2 separate regions of the Mus musculus genome follow, and region 2 is linked to region 1. The links are chromatin contacts, called in public promoter capture Hi-C maps. All regions are on one chromosome and are shown on one strand. The core of a region is the stretch at or near the end of the contact, and the rest is flanking DNA. Distances in the headings are between cores, read along the strand shown.

What was found. Promoter capture Hi-C pulls out the DNA fragments that hold promoters and counts their contacts.
Region 2: a contact with region 1 is called in a promoter capture Hi-C map of liver, with 2.2 times the contacts expected there. The contact joins the promoter of Troap here to the promoter of Asic1 in region 1. A contact is called at or near these places in 3 of 39 promoter capture datasets (the C10 cell line and liver), 2 of 115 datasets of contacts at active chromatin or transcription factors (embryonic stem cells and stem cell-derived neural progenitor cells) and 1 of 9 other capture datasets (pancreatic islet).

Annotation. Positions count from the first base shown.
Region 1 is chr15:99,668,537-99,672,865 of GRCm38.p6, reverse strand. Asic1 (acid-sensing (proton-gated) ion channel 1) reads right to left here and starts at 2,489. Exons shown (of 12, transcript NM_009597.2): 1 at 1,972-2,489; 2 at 705-1,082. The coding sequence starts at 1,066. Gm34880 (a long non-coding RNA gene) reads left to right here and starts at 3,010. Exons shown (of 4, transcript XR_875662.3): 1 at 3,010-3,458; 2 at 4,117-4,329.
Region 2 is chr15:99,072,719-99,077,047 of GRCm38.p6, reverse strand. It overlaps Troap (trophinin associated protein), which reads right to left and starts at 2,075. Exons shown (of 14, transcript NM_030159.1): 1 at 1,956-2,075; 2 at 1,550-1,698; 3 at 1,251-1,440. The coding sequence starts at 1,693. It overlaps Gm34284 (predicted gene, 34284), which reads left to right and starts at 2,379. Exons shown (of 3, transcript NR_155351.1): 1 at 2,379-2,492.

The DNA of each region.
Region 1 (4,329 bases), core at 1,240-3,739:
GGAGCCCAGGGGTGAGTGGCACATGGGTCAACATGATCGCTAGTACCCATGCCCTACTTGGGGTGGGGTGGGGGCAGCACTCAGAGCCCCTGGAGGATCAGATCTGGACATAGATAGGCAGAGATGGAAAGCTGAGTATGCCAGGAGAGCCTGACACATGGAATACAAGAAGACAAAGGCTCTGTAGGGCAGGAGCCTTGGATGGTACAGTCTTGACCCTTAAAAGGTGGTCCGTCCTAGCCAGGGGTAGTGGCGCACGCCTTTAATCCCAGCATTCGGGAGGCAGAGGCAGCAGATTTCTGAGTTTGAGGCAAGCCTGGTCTACAAAGTGAGTTCCAGGACAGCCAGGGCTATACAGAGAAACCCTGTCTCAAAAAAAAAAAGGAAAAAAAAAAAAAAAAAAAAAAAAGGTGGTCCGTCCCATTCCCTAAGTGAGGCAAGGAGGATAGTACCAGGAGGTAGGTGATGCTCTCTGGGGAAAGAGCTAACATCTCCTAGCTCAGGCTGGGTGGGGACAGAGCTGTTTTGACCTAAGCTGGAATCAGAGATTGTGTGTAGGTAACTGGTACTGGCATGATCTCAGCCCCTCCGCCTTGAGCGGCAGGTTTAAAGGAATGCTAGAGGGCAGAGCTGTTTGACTTTTGGTGGGCTAAGGACGGTGTTACTCCACAAGTCATGCGGAGGGGTGGATGGGAGCTGCCCACCTGTTGTTGAGCAGGGCCAGCAGTTCCCCAGCATGGTACAGGTCATTCTTGGAGACTTGGCTAAAGCGAAACTCATTGAGGTTGCAGAGAGTGACGGCAGGGAAGGTGAGCTGGGAGGCAGCCACCTCGTCGAGCTTGGTGACGTGGTGGTAGCAGAAGTAGTACTGCACACGCTCAGTGCACACACACAGCAGGACGGCCAGCGAACCCAGGAAACACAGGGCCCACAGTGCCCGCTTCAGAGACAGCCGCTCATAGGAGAAGATGTGGGCAAGACCGTGCAGCGTGGAGCTGCTGGCAAAAGCCTGGATGCTCACCGGCTGGACACCACCCACCTCCTCCTCCTCGGTCTTCAGTTCCATGCTTGCCAAGGGGATCCTAGAGGGAGGAAAGAGGAGACAAGACTCTGTCATTGTCCTGAGATGAAGGCGCATATAGGGCCCCTCCAATTATGTCCATTCAAAATCCTTAACCGGAGGTCACTGCTTGTCCAAGGGAAGACTTCCCTGACATGCAGGCTCCAAAGGTGGCTTGAACGAGGGACCATCCAAGATGACAGTCATTAAAACATAGAGGCTTGGAGGGGGGGGTCAGCTCGGGTCGAGAGAATGGTCTGCAAGCTTCCCAGACTATGGGGGACCCCAGATACAGCCACTAGAGTGAAGGAGGGAAGTCCCTGATGCACCCACAGGCAGGCATGGGAGTTCCCTCCAGATGTGAGGTCACTCTGGGACAGGAATATCTACCCCAGCCAAGATCAAACTCCCCATAATGGGCTGAACCAGGGGTCAGGGGCTCTTCTCTTGATCAAGGGTATCCCCAGGAACAGGCTGTCACCTCAGGAGCTAAACCAGGGCCACCTCTCCGGAGGTGGGCACATCTGGGGAGGGGCCCTGCCTGTATCCTCACCTTCTGTGTCTCCAGTTCTCAAACAAGCACAGGCATAGGCGCAGGCTGTGTGTGTATGTGTGTGTGTGTGTGTGTGTGTGTGTGTGTGTGTGTGTTTGGGAGAGGATGGTAGGCTGCCTGAGGTGGATGTAGGAATGGGGGGGGGGGGCGCGGTTCCCTATGACAGCCAGTTATCCCCGCCCCGAACGCACCCCCTCCAGTCCAGCTTCTCGTCGCAGTCATATTCCCGGCTCGGCCCCCCGCCCCCTCCCCATCCGCCGAGCCTCCCCAGAAGCTGGAGAAAGCTACAGTGGAGGAGAGTCTCGGCTTTGGGGCACCAGGAAGCCCGGGGCCCAAGGCAGCGGGGTCGGAAACCCACCTGAGGGGGCTGGGGAAAGCCGGCCGCCGCTGCAGGTCCTGGGGCGCGAGGCGGTCCGTGGGCTCAGCGCCGCGCGGCGGAGGGGCTCATGGCCCGGAGCCCGAGCCGCCGGCTGCCGCGGCACCCGCGTAGAGCCCTGCAGGGAGCGGCCCGCTCGGCCAGCTCGGCTCAGCTCGGTCCGCCGCCCGCGCGCGCTTGCTCGCTCGGCTTGGTCCGCCCGGGGCTCGGCGCGCTGGCGCTGCGCGGTGCTCTCAGCCCCGGGATCTGCAGGGATCCATCGTCCGGCCGGGAGGCGGCGGGAGGGGAGGAGGAGGGGAAAGGGTGCGCGTGCGCGCCTACGAGTGTCTGCGAGGGTGTCTCTGGGCCGGTGTGCGCGGGGGGCCCCCGGCCCGGGAGCGGAACCGAGGGCTCCCCCCGCTGGCTCGCCTCCTCCCGCCGCTCTCAGCAGAGCTGCCTCGTTCGGATCCCGGAGCCGGCTCCGCTCTCTGCTTGCGAGGCCCTGTGGCTTGTGTGTGTGTGCGCGTGTGTGTGCGTGTGTGACTATGGGGTGTGTGTGTGTGCACGCGCACGTGTGCGCGCAGGAAGGAGGGTGTCTGCCCCCAGCGTCCCCCTCCCCACGTTGTCTCCTTCGGATCGAAGCTCCTGCTTCTTGCTGCTGCTGCTTCCTCTGATGGCACATGCACACGTGTACACACACACACACACACACACACACACACTCCGAGTCACAGTCACACTTGACTGATTCAAGCATTTGCCTGTGTGGAGATACAGGCACATTCAGACCGGAGTCTTACCTTGCCACTCAGCCATCCACACATCACATACACCTACACATCCCTGAAGCCTGACCCTCACACGAGCACTTACCTGTTTGTACACATTCACTCACCTGCTCTTATTCCTGCTTCCCACCTTCATGTGACCCACACACATGCACATATATAAATACCCTTGGCCACCCAGACCCCATTTGTATATCAGTGGATTTCTTAAGCAGCCCGTGTGCAAGTGCCTCATTGGCAGATCTATAAAGCAGAGAGGAACAGAGAGAAGAAAAGAGACATGGCCAGAAGTGAGGGCAGATGGGGCAGAAGTAGGGAAAAAGAAAAAGATACAAAATGAAGGCTGCAAGGAGGAGTGTGTTCTGGGATGGACCAGAAATCTGAGTCCTGAAACCTGGAGGCTGCTCCTGTAGCTGTCACCTCTCTCCTTCCCTCCCTCTTTCTTTCTCCGAGGCCTTGGGGGGGGGGCCCTCCCTATCCAATTAGCAGAGAAGGAGCAATCAAGGGGAAGTTGTTAATTTGCTGATGCTCATTAGGAGCTCTTAACACAGAGGCTGTTGAGGTCTGATGGTGTCAGATGATGGTGTGGTGTGTGTGTGTGTGTGTGTGTGTGTGTGTGTGTGTGTGATGCAAGATCAGAATTATATCCATTGCAGCTCCTTTGCTCCACTTACAGGCTGGTGAAGCTCTGAGAGAAGGAAGGTGAGAAGCAGGTCTCAGGGACATGGTTCTGGGTTTGAGTTTGAGGAATGAACCTGACATAGAGGGAAGAAGCTGATGAGAATTTGTGAGGGGTTGGGAGTAAGAGGTACCCTAGAAACCAGTGAAGATGTCTCTCCAGGGATAGGGGTTTAGGTCTGGTGAGAGATTGAGGTCCATTCAGCAGGACCCAGAGCGCCAAGCTGCCAAAATAAAGATAGTATCTCGCCTTCCGGCTGGGGAGCTGTCCAACGGCACAAGCGCTGCTGGTGGGCTGCCATGCCCCTGGGCAGCCACCAGGTGACAGCACTCTCTCGGATACTTAAACTCCACTTAAAGGGCAATGGGGGAGGCGGCCTGTGAAACTAGGAATTACTCTAGGAGGGTCGCAAACGGGGTTTAAGTGATGATTCTAGCCCTGGGTCTAGTCTGGTTCCAGGCTCTCCAATGTCCTCGGGGGAGGGGAGGACCATCTTGGAACATCTGTAACATCTTTGCAAACCCCACAAGCTGAGCGACACGTGGAGCCTCTTCTAATGGCTGCAAATTGCTTCAATCACCTGGGATGTTACCGAGGGAGCAGGGAGCAGCGTGGGTGGAGGGAAGGAAGGTGATGAGGTGAGGTGGCGGCAGGCGAGGACTGATTGAGGCCAATGAACAGCCGCAGGAGTAGTCCGGGGAAAGATAAAAGGCATGAATCAGGTATCCAGGCTCCAAGAACAGGACCTGACCCCACCACGCAATACCACCGGCAGGACCCTTGGCCAGTCCAAGCTTCAGTTTCTTCATCCTTATGATGAAGGTTGTATTTATTTCACCTTGTTTTTCAATGATTATGTGAATCACTGATGGAAAATGCATAGTTCATTGATCT
Region 2 (4,329 bases), core at 826-3,325, 600 kb after region 1:
AAGCTCACCAAAGTTTGAAGAATTTCATGTAAGCTATTGCTCTAAACAGTGGGGTATAACATAAAACAACGGTTTTGCCATACAGGACCCATCACCGGGGGCTGGAGAGATGCCATGGGGATTAAGAGCAGTCACACGGTTACTGTTCTTGCACAGGACTGACTGGTGTTCAGTTCTTAGCATCTACGTCAGGTGGCCGGCCTGGAACTCCAGCTCTAAGACAATCCAGTGCCTCCGGCCCCCACAGGCACCTGCTCACACATACACATCATTAAAACCAATCTCTTTTTAGAGGCTAGAGAGATGGCTCAGTTGCTAAGAGCCACTGGCTGTTCTTCTGGGAGACCTGGGTTCTACTTCCAGCACCCACATGGCAGCTCACGGCCAGCTATAACTTTAGCTCTAGGGATTCCAATGTCCTCTTCTGAACTCCATGGGTACTGCACTCACATGGACTCACATAAAATAAAAAATAGATCTTTAAGCCGGGCGTGGTGGCGCATGCCTTTAATCCCAGAACTTGGGAGGCAGAGGCAGGCGGATTTCTGAGTTCGAGGCCAGCCTGGTCTACAAAGTGAGTTCCAGGACAGCAAGGGCTACACAGAGAAACCCTGTCTCAAAAAAAAAAAAATAGATCTTTAAAATATATATTTATGGGCTGGTGAGATGGCTCAGTGGTTAAGAGCACCCGACTGCTCTTCCGAAGGTCCGGAGTTCAAATCCCAGCAACCACATGGTAGCTCACAACCATCTGGAACAAGATCTGACTCCCTCTTCTGGAGTGTCTGAAGACAGCTACAGTGTACTTACATATAATAAATAAATAAATCTTTAATATATATATATATTTATTGTTGAAAAGGAAGAATTAAAGCTGAAGTATGGACAGATTATAAAGACTCAGCATAACAATGAGCAAATGACTGTGACTGTCTTGCCCAGGGTTGCTAAAAAGGCCCAGAAGATGTCTTTTTTTTTTTAGATACAATATAATTGTTTAGGCCTGGAGTTCAATAGGTAAAAGGTGTCCAATTCACAGAGACCACTTGCCTCTGCCTCCTAAAGTGCTGGGATTAGAGGCATGAACCACCATGCCAGGCAAAAGATGGCATTTTGCTGAAAGTGATGGTTTCTCAGAGCAAAGAGGTTTCTGGACAAAACCCAGGTCTCTTGCAGTATGCAAGACCTCCACTTTGGGTCTCCCATTCTCACTCAGCCAAGTAGGCTGCCCCCAGGTCTGGAACAGGTACCTGTCTGGGGATGGGTCACAAGCCCCACATTTGATCCCCCAGAGCTAGGCTTGAGTTCCTCCAGAGGGTTCCGCAGGGTCTTCAAGCTTGGTGATTTTTCAGTCTGGTGCAAGGTTTTCGATCTGAGGCCTGCCGTGTCAGTGAGTGGACGTTGACGTTGAGTACTGCGCGGTGGTTTCTGTGCTGGTGTCTAGGGGGAAGGGGGAAAAAGCTGGGATTCAGTGCGGGGGTGGGGTGGGGATGGGGGGTGGGGGTGCATTGCTGACTCGAGGTGCCTCCTTGTGTCCAGCCCCTCCTACCCTCGGATCTTGGTTCTCCTGGTCCAGAGAGCGCGACTTGACTGAGGAAAAATCTTGGCATCTTTGGGAGAGTACTGGAATCTTGCTAGGGTTGGGAGATACACCTCGGAGATGGGGATCCTTATTGGTTTGGAGGGTAGTCATGGCGGCTATAATGGAGATGAGAGAAGAAGGTAGACAGGACTGAGGACCAAAGCAAATCACTTCTCAAAGCATGGGTGCTGATATCCCTGATTCTTTCCCCTTGGTCCCAATCCATGTGCCTAGAAGCCCGCACCGGCAGCAAGGCCGCTCTCCTGGCAACTCTTCCAGAAACCCTAAGTCTGCTATCTCGCCCCGGAGCTCCAAACTGCTCTCCTCCCTAGGAACCTCGGCAGGACTCCCCTCTAAGATCCTCGTGCCGCACCATTCCAGGAGGCCCTCCGGGTCACCTCTACTTCCTCGGGTTTTTCGCCGATTTCTTGGGTTTCTGCTTCTGCTTCTGCTTGCGGCTGCTGCTGCTTCCCCGGTTTGTAAAATACGCCAAGCTCCTGATTGGCTGGTACCCGGTGACTCGGAGGGTCGTGACGTCACACGGAGCCACCCAATCCGCAGGCTCCGAAGGCGGGGCCAGAGAAGGACTAGTCGCCGAAACGTTTTCTTGATGGGAGAACAACTGACCAGCTCTCTCGGCCAATCCGAGGACGGAGCGCGAGTGGCAGGATGGGGGCGGAAAGCCAGGGAGGATGCTGTTCTGAAGCCCGGGAAGGCCAGTCTGGACTGCAACGGGCATTACCGTACTCTCGCGAGAGCTGGAGCCAACCGAGGGCTGGCCCCTCATGAAGACCGCGGAATTGTGGGAAAGATTGGCCATCGAGACCACTGTTGACCACACTCTGAACGTAGTGCACGGCCGGGTTTTGGGAACCATGGGCACTTCTTGCAGGAGATAGGAGCCTAATGGGTGAGAGGGCTGGAGGTACCTGAACTGTTGGAGCCCAACGAGAACGAGGAGCCAAGAAATCCTGTGTCCACTCGGACCTCACACCCTGGTGGGATGTGGTCAGGCCCAGGGTGGCTGGAGCTCTGTTAATCAGAATTGAAGGGCTCCTCCTGGGTGGGGAGATCTCTGCATCTTCAGGTTTCCTTCCACCGGTCTGGATGAGAGGGCTCACCTGCTCCTTACTGGCAGGCAACTGTGAGGCTGCCAGATGATGGAGATGGGGGTGGGCAATGTCTCACCCCACCCCACCTGAGAGTGGCCTCAAACTCGCAGCTTCCTGCTTCAGGAAGCTCGGATTGCACACTCCCTGCATAGTTTAAAGGGTGCTGACCAGCAAGCCAGGAACATAGGCGTGCTTCCGGATCTCCCCTTCCATATGCCACTTCTTTTCACACCTACGGATTTTATACCTTTGAGCATCTATTCAGCTGTTTAGCCAGATGAAACAGAGCACACAGAGACAGTCAGCTTGGTTTTATTTTATTTTTTTAAAAGATTTATTTATTATTATTCATTAGTACACTGTAGCTGTCTTCAGATGCACCAGAAGAGGGCGTCAGATCTCATTACGGATGGTTGTGAGCCACCATGTGGTTGCTGGGATTTGAACTCAGGACGTTTGGAAGAGCAGTCAGTGCTCTTAACCGCTGAGCCATCTCGCCAGCCCTCAGCTTGGTTTTAAAAGCGATTGTCTTCCAAATAATTTCCTTGCCCAACCCCTTGAGTCGTTTTATTTTAAATATATATGCTTTTAGTTAAACAATTTATTTTTATTATATGTAAGTACACTGTAGCTGTCTTCAGACACTCCAGAAGAGGGAGTCAGATCTCATTAAGGATGGTTGTGAGCCACCATGTGGTTGCTGGGATTTGAACTCAGGACCTTCGGAAGAGCAGTCGGTGCTCTTAACCTCTGAGCCATCTCTGCAGTCCCCCAACATTTTTTTTAAAAAGATTTATTTATTTTAAGTATGTGAGTACACTGTCACTGTCTTCAGGCACACCAGAAGACGACATTGTATCCTGTTACAGGTGGTCCTGAGCCACGATGTGGTTGCTGGGAATTGAACTCAGGACCTCTGGAAGAGCAGCCACCATTCTTTTTTTTTTTTTTTTTTTTTCCGAGCCAGGGTTTCTCTGTGTAGCCCTGGCTGTCCTGGAACTCACTTTGTAGACCAGGCTAGCCTTGAACTCAGAAATTCGCCTGCCTCTGCCTCCCGAGTGCTGGGATTAAAGGTGTGGACCACCGCGCCCCGCTAGCAGCCACCATTTTTAACCACCCTCTCCCCAGCCCTGAAACATAAACCAGAGCTCATAAAAGCACAAAGTTGGAAACCATAATATACAAGCAAAAGACCAGTAAGACAAACAATGCCCAAACAAAGCCGTATGAGACAAGAAGTCTACCAAACACACCACTGAGTTAGTCTGATGTTGGCTATCTACCACTGGGCATGGGGCCCACCCCTAAGTGTGGTTAGCACATCCAGTGAGATTCCACTGGGGAAGACTAACTTCCTTTGCAAGCAGTTGTCAATTGGAGGTAGCTTCTTGGTTAGGGATGGAAGCTTGTGGCTTCTGTCCCCTGCCTCTCAGCCTGGGACCCAGTCTGGCTTGAGCCTGTGCAGGCCCCGTGTGTCCTGCCACAGTCTCTGTGAGCTCACATGTGCATCAGTCCTGCTGTGTCTGGAAGACTATGTTCTTTTAGAGCCATCCATCCCCTTTGGCTGTTAACATCTTTTCTGCCTTCTCTTCTGAATAGTTCCTTGAGCCCTCAGGGGAGTTCCCAACCCGTTCT